3 separate regions of the Mus musculus genome follow, and all the other regions are linked to region 2. Evidence: chromatin contacts called from public promoter capture Hi-C data. All regions are on one chromosome and are shown on one strand. Each heading gives the region's core, a stretch centred on a gene start, on an enhancer-like site or on the middle of the called end of the contact. The rest is flanking DNA. Distances are from core to core; before and after follow the strand shown.

The links. Promoter capture Hi-C pulls out the DNA fragments that hold promoters and counts their contacts.
Region 1: a contact with region 2 is called in a promoter capture Hi-C map of pre-B cells, with 2.5 times the contacts expected there. The contact joins the promoter of Osbpl11 here to the promoter of Bex6 in region 2.
Region 3: a contact with region 2 is called in a promoter capture Hi-C map of pre-B cells, with 2.0 times the contacts expected there. The contact joins the promoter of Muc13 here to the promoter of Bex6 in region 2. A contact is called at or near these places in 3 of 39 promoter capture datasets (the HPC-7 cell line, liver and pre-B cells).

Annotation. Positions count from the first base shown.
Region 1 is chr16:33,183,791-33,186,490 of GRCm38.p6, forward strand. It overlaps Osbpl11 (oxysterol binding protein-like 11), which reads left to right and starts at 1,281. Exons shown (of 13, transcript NM_176840.3): 1 at 1,281-2,210. The coding sequence starts at 2,014.
Region 2 is chr16:32,178,457-32,181,156 of GRCm38.p6, forward strand. Bex6 (brain expressed family member 6) reads left to right here and starts at 1,344. Exons shown (of 3, transcript NM_001033539.2): 1 at 1,344-1,445.
Region 3 is chr16:33,793,086-33,795,785 of GRCm38.p6, forward strand. Muc13 (mucin 13, epithelial transmembrane) reads left to right here and starts at 1,404. Exons shown (of 12, transcript NM_001382834.1): 1 at 1,404-1,490. The coding sequence starts at 1,442. It overlaps Gm15658 (a long non-coding RNA gene), which reads right to left. Exons shown (of 3, transcript XR_003951910.1): 1 at 2,660-2,700; 2 at 1,167-1,561.

The sequences.
Region 1 (2,700 bases), core at 31-2,530, 1.0 Mb after region 2:
TGGTGGCACACGCCTTTAATCTAAGCCACATCTTCTACTGGAGGCCTACATCAGGACCTTGAAGAAAGAAGGTTCACTCTTCTTCAACTGATTGTACTTACTTGCTAGCAAGTCTGTTGGAATCTATTTCCACAGAAGACCAGCTTATACTAGCCTCACAGGCCTGACTTCCCACTCACAGCTGCCCATTGTTGGGTTAGTTGGACTACAGACTGTAAGTCATTACAATAAATTCCCTTACTATATAGAGACACTCCATATGTTCTATGACTCCAGAGAACCCTAAGACAAGGATTATTTCTTTTTTTTTTTTCCGAGACAGGGTTTCTCTGTGTAGCCCTGGCTGTCCTGGAACTCACTCTGTAGACCAGGCTGGCCTCGAACTCAGAAATCCGCCTGCCTCTGCCTCCCAAGTGCTGGGATTAAAGACGTGTGTCACCACACCCGGCTAAGGATTATTTCTTAAGTACACCAGTGTGGTTCTTTCAAGTAGTTGTTACCCAGGTTAATCATGCCCACCTGGTAGAGGTAAACTTTCCCTGTGCCTAGACAAAGAGTTAATGGCAGGCTGGGCCTTGCAGATGGTTGTGGTCCTGCATTGCCCCTGTGTCTTGTTTTAGGAATGCTCTTTGATGGGTATAATGGCAGGTTGTCTCCTTTTGCTGTGGGAGTGGAGCCTAACTGGAGGTCAAGCTGAGGGGATAAACAGTAAGAGAAACTTCTTCAGAGACCCCAAACTTCAATTATGGTAAAAGTTTTCTTTCTTACAGTTTGTAACAAACGTGGCAATAAACTACTTTTCTTCCAGTGTTATTGGTCCTTTTTAAGTAAGCTTATTAGTAAATCCTTTTTATATCAATCTACTTCAAGTTTCTCCAGCATCACCAAGAGCTCTAATTTCCAAGACAATTTCCTTTTCTTTAAGACGATTTACCTTAGTCCAATATCATGTTGGGTTTTTTGTTGCTCAAAAATGACTGATCAGTTATTTTTCCCCACTTTGTTCTGTAAATTCTTATTTTTTTAGGTTCCCTTAAAAGGCAAGGAATGGGGCTCCCCAAGAGAGTATAGGACCTGTTTAGCAAGACCGTTTCATTCCCTTTTTCTCCCTCCCTCCCGCCTGCTGCCTCTTTCCCCACTGCTTCTTTCAGCTCCTTCTCTCCCTTGAGGCTCCGGTCACCGCCTCCTTTCGGGATCGTCTGCCCCAATCAAAGATGGCGCCGCCGCTTCAATGCTAGCGGAAATGAGCTCACACGACACCGGAAAGGAAGGCGGGGAGAGCTAGCAGGCGGGTGGGTGACCGGCTGTGGGTGGGGCGGCGGCCCGGGCCCTGGCTCTGGCTTTTACGTTTAGGGCTAAGGAAGCTCCAGGGAGCGGTCGGCTCCTGTGAACTCCGTGGGGCTCCAGGGCTAGCGCTCTCGGAGGAGGCCACGGTGAACCCCTCGCCTCCGGCCCAAGCTCAGCGGCCTCGGAGCCCGCGTCCTGCCCGGCGGCGTCTGCCCGACCCTCCGCGGGCTTCGCGCGACCGCTCCGGCTCAGTTCGGGGCTGCGGTGGGAACCGCGGAGCTGGCTGGACAGGGCCCTTTCTCCCGAGGACCCGGCTGAGGAGAAGAAGCGGCGCGGCTGGCCCGACCCCCGAGTCCTGAGGTCAGGCCGTGGGCTCCGGGGCTCCCGGGCCGTGGACCCCGTCCTTGCCCCGCGTTCCCAGGCAGAGGATCCGCGACCTCGCCCGCGCCGCCCGGCTGCTCCTCGGAGTGTGGCACCGAGCCCTCTGGCGGGGTGATTTGTCCTCCTTGTTCTTGCTCGGGAGAGGCATCTATCTGAAGGGTACCCGTGCTCTTTAAAACTTTTAACCAAAGTGGAAATGCGTGTCCTCTTTTTCTGGACCACTGTCGATTTCCACTCTAGCCGAGGTCTGAGATCCCGTTGAGAGTAAAAAAACGAGAGAGAGAAAGGGGGAAAAGTACTTACAAAATAACTCTGCACTTGGTGTCCCTCGCCCGAGAAGGGCAGATGAACTTTGGAGTTAAGATGCAGGGAGGTGAGCCGGCATCGGTGATGAAAGTCTCCGAGAGTGAAGGGAAGCTGGAGGGCTTGGCCACAGCAGTGACCCCGAACAAGAACAGCGGCAACAGCAGCTGTGGGGGTGCCATCAGCAGTAGCAGCAGCAACAGCAGCCGCGGTGGCAGTGCGAAAGGCTGGCAGTACAGGTATGGCCCTCCAAAGTGATGTTCTGGGGTGGCTCGGAGTGTGATGGGGTCTGCATATCCCAGTTGGAAGGCCAATTCCAAAGCGGCTGATGATCTGACTTGGAGATAGAACCCTGCTTTCGTGAGCAGGATTGACTTTCTTCAGAAATTCATTCAACAGGTAATTTTTTGAGGCCCTTTGAGGAATTCAGAAATGTACCCCAGAGTTTTCTCGATTATCCAAGGGCTTATTCTTCCTCTGATTTATCTCTACACTCACTTCTGGTTTTTGCCTCTGTTGTAATCTGTTTACAAGCAAGCCTGAACGTCTCTTAGAGCAGAAACTGTGGAACTCAGCGCTTTGAGAGGCAAATGCTGGTCTTCAAAACTTGTGGAATGATTCGAGTAACAAGAGTCAGAGAAGATCTTATCCTTTGGTTGCTTGTGACTTAGAGAAGGGGAGGGACTTAAATACAGAGGCTGATAAGCAGTAGAGTGTAATCAGGCTACT
Region 2 (2,700 bases), core at 94-2,593:
CCCCACCCCACCCATCACCCCCAGACCATCATTTTGAAACTGCAATCATTCCCAGTACCAAAGCCGGAGAGAGGGCAGGCCCTGCCCTAACAAGAAAAACATCCCACCAATCCCTGAGCTTGCCCCAAAGATCAGGCTACATAATCCCTCGGATTCCAGACCACCCTGGAAAGCTTTGCCCACTAAGAAACCACACATAAACTCTGTGCTCTGCCCAGTTCTCTGCTGCCTGCCAGGTTCCATTCCCGGGTGACAGAAATTCGTGCTTATTCAGTGCATGGAAACAAATGATTGTTGGCTGTTCAATCATCCCTCTACCTCTTCAGATGATTCACTTCAAGGCATCAGCATCCTCGGAAGGTCAAGTTCCTCTTAGAAAATGGTGCTGTGGTGGCCAGTATGGTAGAAGGAAAGAACTGGCGCCCACATGTTTTTAGATGTTTAAATTGCATTTATTATGTGTGCACAGACATGTGTTTGTAGGTCAGAAGACAACTTGCAAGAGTCAGTTATAGCCTACTCTTTGAATTCCGGGGCTTGAACTGGATTATCAGGCTTGGCAGCAAACACCTCTACCCACTGAACGGACTCACCAGCCCCTCCTGTGGACTTTAAATCATTTCTAAAACATTCTAATACTTCTATACTATTCTGTTCTAAAACTACCCTATACTGTTCTATTTTATACTTCTGTACTATGCCTAATACACTGTATTCTTAGGGATGTGGCAAGAAAAAGAATCTAACCTTAGTGAGTATATTTTTAAATTATTTTTTACTTTAGTAGACAATATGATATGTTTCATAATGGCATTTTCATAAATATGTATCATCATACTTTGTCAGACATAATTTCTTATTTTATTTTGCTTTAGGACAGTTTTCTAAAATGTTTTTGTTTTGTTAGAGACAGAATTTCTCAGCCCTTGTAGCCTTTGTAGCCCTGACTGTCCTGAAACTCACTCTGTAGACAGGGCTGGCCTCAAACTCAGTGATCCTCCTGCATCTGTCTCTCAAGTGCTGGGATTAAAGGCGTGTGCCACCACCGTCCAGCTAAACAGCTTCTTATAGCCCAGGCTGGCCTCAAGTTTGCCGAACAGCCGAGCATAACATTGAGCAGTCTTCTAGCCTGTACCTTCCAAGTGCTGCTGTTATAGGCATGTGCCCATGTTAGTAAGGGCTTGGGGAAGGAGGAACCTTTAGACAGAGCTAGTGGGGATGTAAACTGGTGCAGCCTCTGTGGAGACCAATGTGGTGTTTCCTCAAAAAAAAAAAATCTAAAAATAGAACTACCAGTTATACCACTACCCAGCTATACCACTTCTGAGTTTACAGCCAAAGGAATCTAAATCCACACACTTACCCCAGAGACACTTGTCGGTTCATGCTTACTGATGCCATACCGACAATAGCCAAGATATGCAGTCAGCTTGGAGGTTCAACAGGTGAGACAATTTTTTTTTTAAAGATTTATTTAGTATATCTAAGTACACTGTAACTGACTTCAGACACACCAGAAGAGGACATCAGATTCCATTATGGATGGCTGTGAGTCACCATGTGGTTGCTGGGATTTGAACTCAGGACCTTCACAAGAGCAGTCAGTGCTCTTAACCACTGAGCCATCTCTCCAGCCCAGGTGAGGCAATTTTTAAAAGTGATATACACACAATGGAAGTCTGTTGAGCAATAAAGAACAAAATTATAGCATTTTGCACAAGGAATGGACTGAATGAAATATTGCTATGTTAAGTGAAATAATTCAGACTCAGAAAGTCAAATATCACATGCTCATGCATATGTGGACTCTCAACTTAAATTTGTGTGTGTGTGTGTGTGTGTGTGTGTGTGTGTAGCTTGAAAGCATAAAGGGGAATGCAAGATGGGGGAGGGGACAAAAGAGGGTGATAGAAAAATCTGTGACATGAAAGCAGCCAGACTCTTGGAGAAGAGGACAAAGACAAGGCATAGGTGACAAGGGGTGGATAAGAACCAAGTACAATTACACACACACACAATGTCACAGTTACACACACACTCAATATCACAATCACATACACGCAATGTCACAATTGCATATACAGCATGACAATTACATACAGTGTCATAATTACACACTCAATGTCACAGTAACATACACACAATGTCGCAATTACACTCATTCACAGTGTCACAATTACAACACAGTGTCACAATTACACACATATAGTATCGTAATTAATTATATAAACAATGTCACAATTACACAGGGTCACAATGGCACCCATTACTTTGTATGCTATTTTTTAATTAAAATATTTTTAATTAAAAAAAATTTTTAGGGATTGTGTGTCTGTGCTTTTATTTTATTAGTGTCTCTGTATGTGGTGTGTGTGTGTGTGTATGTGTGTCTGTGTGTGTCTGTGTGTGTCTGTGTGTGTGTCTGTGTGTGTCTGTGTGTGTGTGTGTGTGTGTCTGTGTGTGTCTGTGTGTGTGTCTGTGTGTGTCTGTGTGTGTCTGTGTGTGTGTGTGTCTGTGTGTGTCTGTGTGTGTCTGTGTGTGTCTGTGTGTGTGTCTGTGTGTGTCTGTGTGTGTGTGTGTGTGTGTGTGTGTGTGTGTGTGTGTGCTGGGAACAGTATGTATGCCAAAGCATAAGTGTGGAGGTCAGAAGACTCTGCAAAGTCTGTTCTCTCCTCCCAATTTACTTGGGTTCCAGGGATC
Region 3 (2,700 bases), core at 154-2,653, 1.6 Mb after region 2:
CTCTATTCCCCTAAGTTTTCAGACAGACAGCTCTTCTGAGATCAGTGTCCTGCTTCGGTGACTGACAAGCCCCTCTGGAGAAAGTCTTAGGAGAAGGGGCGCTGGTATGCCTTGTTTCTTCTCTAGAAAGCCCTGTCTCTACCCAGGGCCGTGGACAGAAGGCAGAGCTGAGCGCAGAATGATCGACCAGTAACAATGGGCCTGCTTTGCCAGGAGGAAGCAGCCTTCCTTCTCTTTGTGGGCCTCAACAAAGCTGTCACCCCCACCTCCCTTCTTCCCTTCCCTTTTTTTTAATAGAGAGGAAGGAATGCTTTTAAAAAGTGACTATGATGCCATTCACATGGTGATTGTTCTGTTGCTGTTTGTTTGATTTTATTGTTTTGTTTTGTTTTTTAAAGACAGTCTTAACTAGGCAACCCTGGCCGGCCTGGAACTCTCTCTGTAGAGTAGGCTGGCCTTGAACTCACAGAGATCTGTCTGTCTCTTCTGCTTCCCAAGTTTTCTCTTTGCTTGTGGAATTTCAAATTGGCCTCTGTTAAAATTGGACCCACGACAGACGGTGGGCCAAGGTGGTTATGGGAAAGGGAGCCTACCGTCAATAACCTTCAAGCCTGCTTCTAATAGGAGCATGACAACTGGGGTCTATGTCCAGTTAAAGTGATATGTGAGATGGAGGGAAGCTTGGAAACGTTAGCTCTAGAAGTTTCTAGAAGTGACCATTAGGAAAAGCCCAGTGTGGGAGTCCACAGCAAAAGATGACACAAGTCAAGTCATAAATAGTTGGAGAAAACATGAAAGGACTTTTCAGGTATTCTTGGAACAGCAGGTAGAGAAAATAGAATTCTTTGCAGTCAAATGGTGGGGAGTTGGGGAGGGGAGGGCCCAGAAGATGACTCAGAGTTAAAGGCATCTGCCACTAAGCCTGATGACCTGAATTCCATCCCATGATCCCACATGGTGAAGGGTCAAGAATCAACCCTTCCCACCATCCTCTGGCAGCTACATGAGCACTGTGGTGTGCACACACAAAATAAGAAGGGGTCAGAGGTAAGGCAATCATCGTTCTCGGCTAGATTACTGAGTGTTTAGAGAGACAGTAGTAGGCTCTGGGGAGGCGATAGGTCTACCATTCCCAAGATATAGAGAGATTAGCTGAATACACTCACCTTTGACCTTGCAAGGATTTCTAAAGAGAACTCAGACTTCTACAGTTGTCCTGGACTTTGAGTCAAGGATATCAACCTGAAGCTGGGCTCAAGTGACCTGACTCTGAGGTTGGAAGCAGCCCATGCTGTACGACCAGAGACCAGATCCTGACCACGAATTGCCTTTGCCTCTATCAGTTAATGAGTGGACTTCGGACTTGAAAGACAGTTAAAACTCCAGGCAGCGAAGGAGAGGACACATTTCCTCCTTGGATTATCAAGCAAGAGCAGCTACCATGAAAGGCTTCCTGCTTCTCTCTCTCAGTCTCCTTTTGGTGACCGTGGGTAAGAAACTCCTTTTTTGTTATTTTGTGGTTGCTTCTGTAACTTGATAAGTTGAATTGGTATCGTAGTCTCTGAAACAGAAACAGCAGGCTTGATCCTACAACTTTTTAAAGTGGCTGCTAGTCTTGACTTGGGGCCATTTCTTGACTAGCTCAGCTCGGAGATGCTGACATTTTCATCTGTGACCCCCAAGACAGCAGAGGCAAAAGAAGTCTATGGCTGACATTGGGACACAGCAGGGCAGAGGTTTGTCTGAAGTTGGATAAAGATGACTCAGTCGTGCAAGGATGAGGTTAGCAAGCTGGATCTAGATCTGTTCCTGTGATCATCAGAGAGTCAGACCTGGAGGGGTCGGGGATATGTCTGTTTTCACCAACACTTGAAACTGGGGATCTCTGGCCAAAAAGAGCAATCCCAGTGGGGGTTAGAGCCCCTACAGGTGTTCTTCTTCTGGACTAGGGAGAGTTTATCTGGGTTTGAGTAGGTAAGGAATTTGTCCCCCACCCCACCCCATTCTGAGAGAAATCCAGATCTAGACGTCAAATGCAAGAAAGGAATAAGGCATTGGAGGCAGTGGAAGGGGGAAGAGAAATTGAGTTCAATGTAAAGGACCACTTGACTTGCTTTGTTTGGGGGATGGAATCTCGTGCTACCAAGGTTAAACTGAACTCTCCATACAGTAGATGAACTTCTGATCCAACTGCCTTGGAGTGCTGGGTTATAGGTATGAGCCAACATACATGGCAAGATAGGAGCTTTTGAAACCTCTTACTACATTTAATTACCATACATGTGGAGGACATCGGACAACTCCCAGAAAGTGGTTTCTCTCCTCCCACCCCCTGAGTGAGATTGAACACAGCCGGCCAGCCTTGGCAGCAGGCTTCTTTTCTTTCTTTCTTTTTTTTCTTCTTAATTTTTTTATTATTTAAATGCATTTTATACATCAAACACATTAATAATATTGAGTATTTTGAGAATCAAATAACATTAAAAATGTGTTCAACTTTTATATTCATATCCTTTCATACCCTAAAAATATCATTAATGGATATTTAATACTATCCATAAGCAAACTTCTTTCTTTATTCCCTGGACCAATATTTTTTTTTTGATCTGCTTTTAAGATTGGGGGAGAAGAGCTGTCCTAAGAGGAGGGTAGGCCTCACCAGATCTCCTCTGCCAAGCCTGGGTGCTGTGGCCAAGTCTT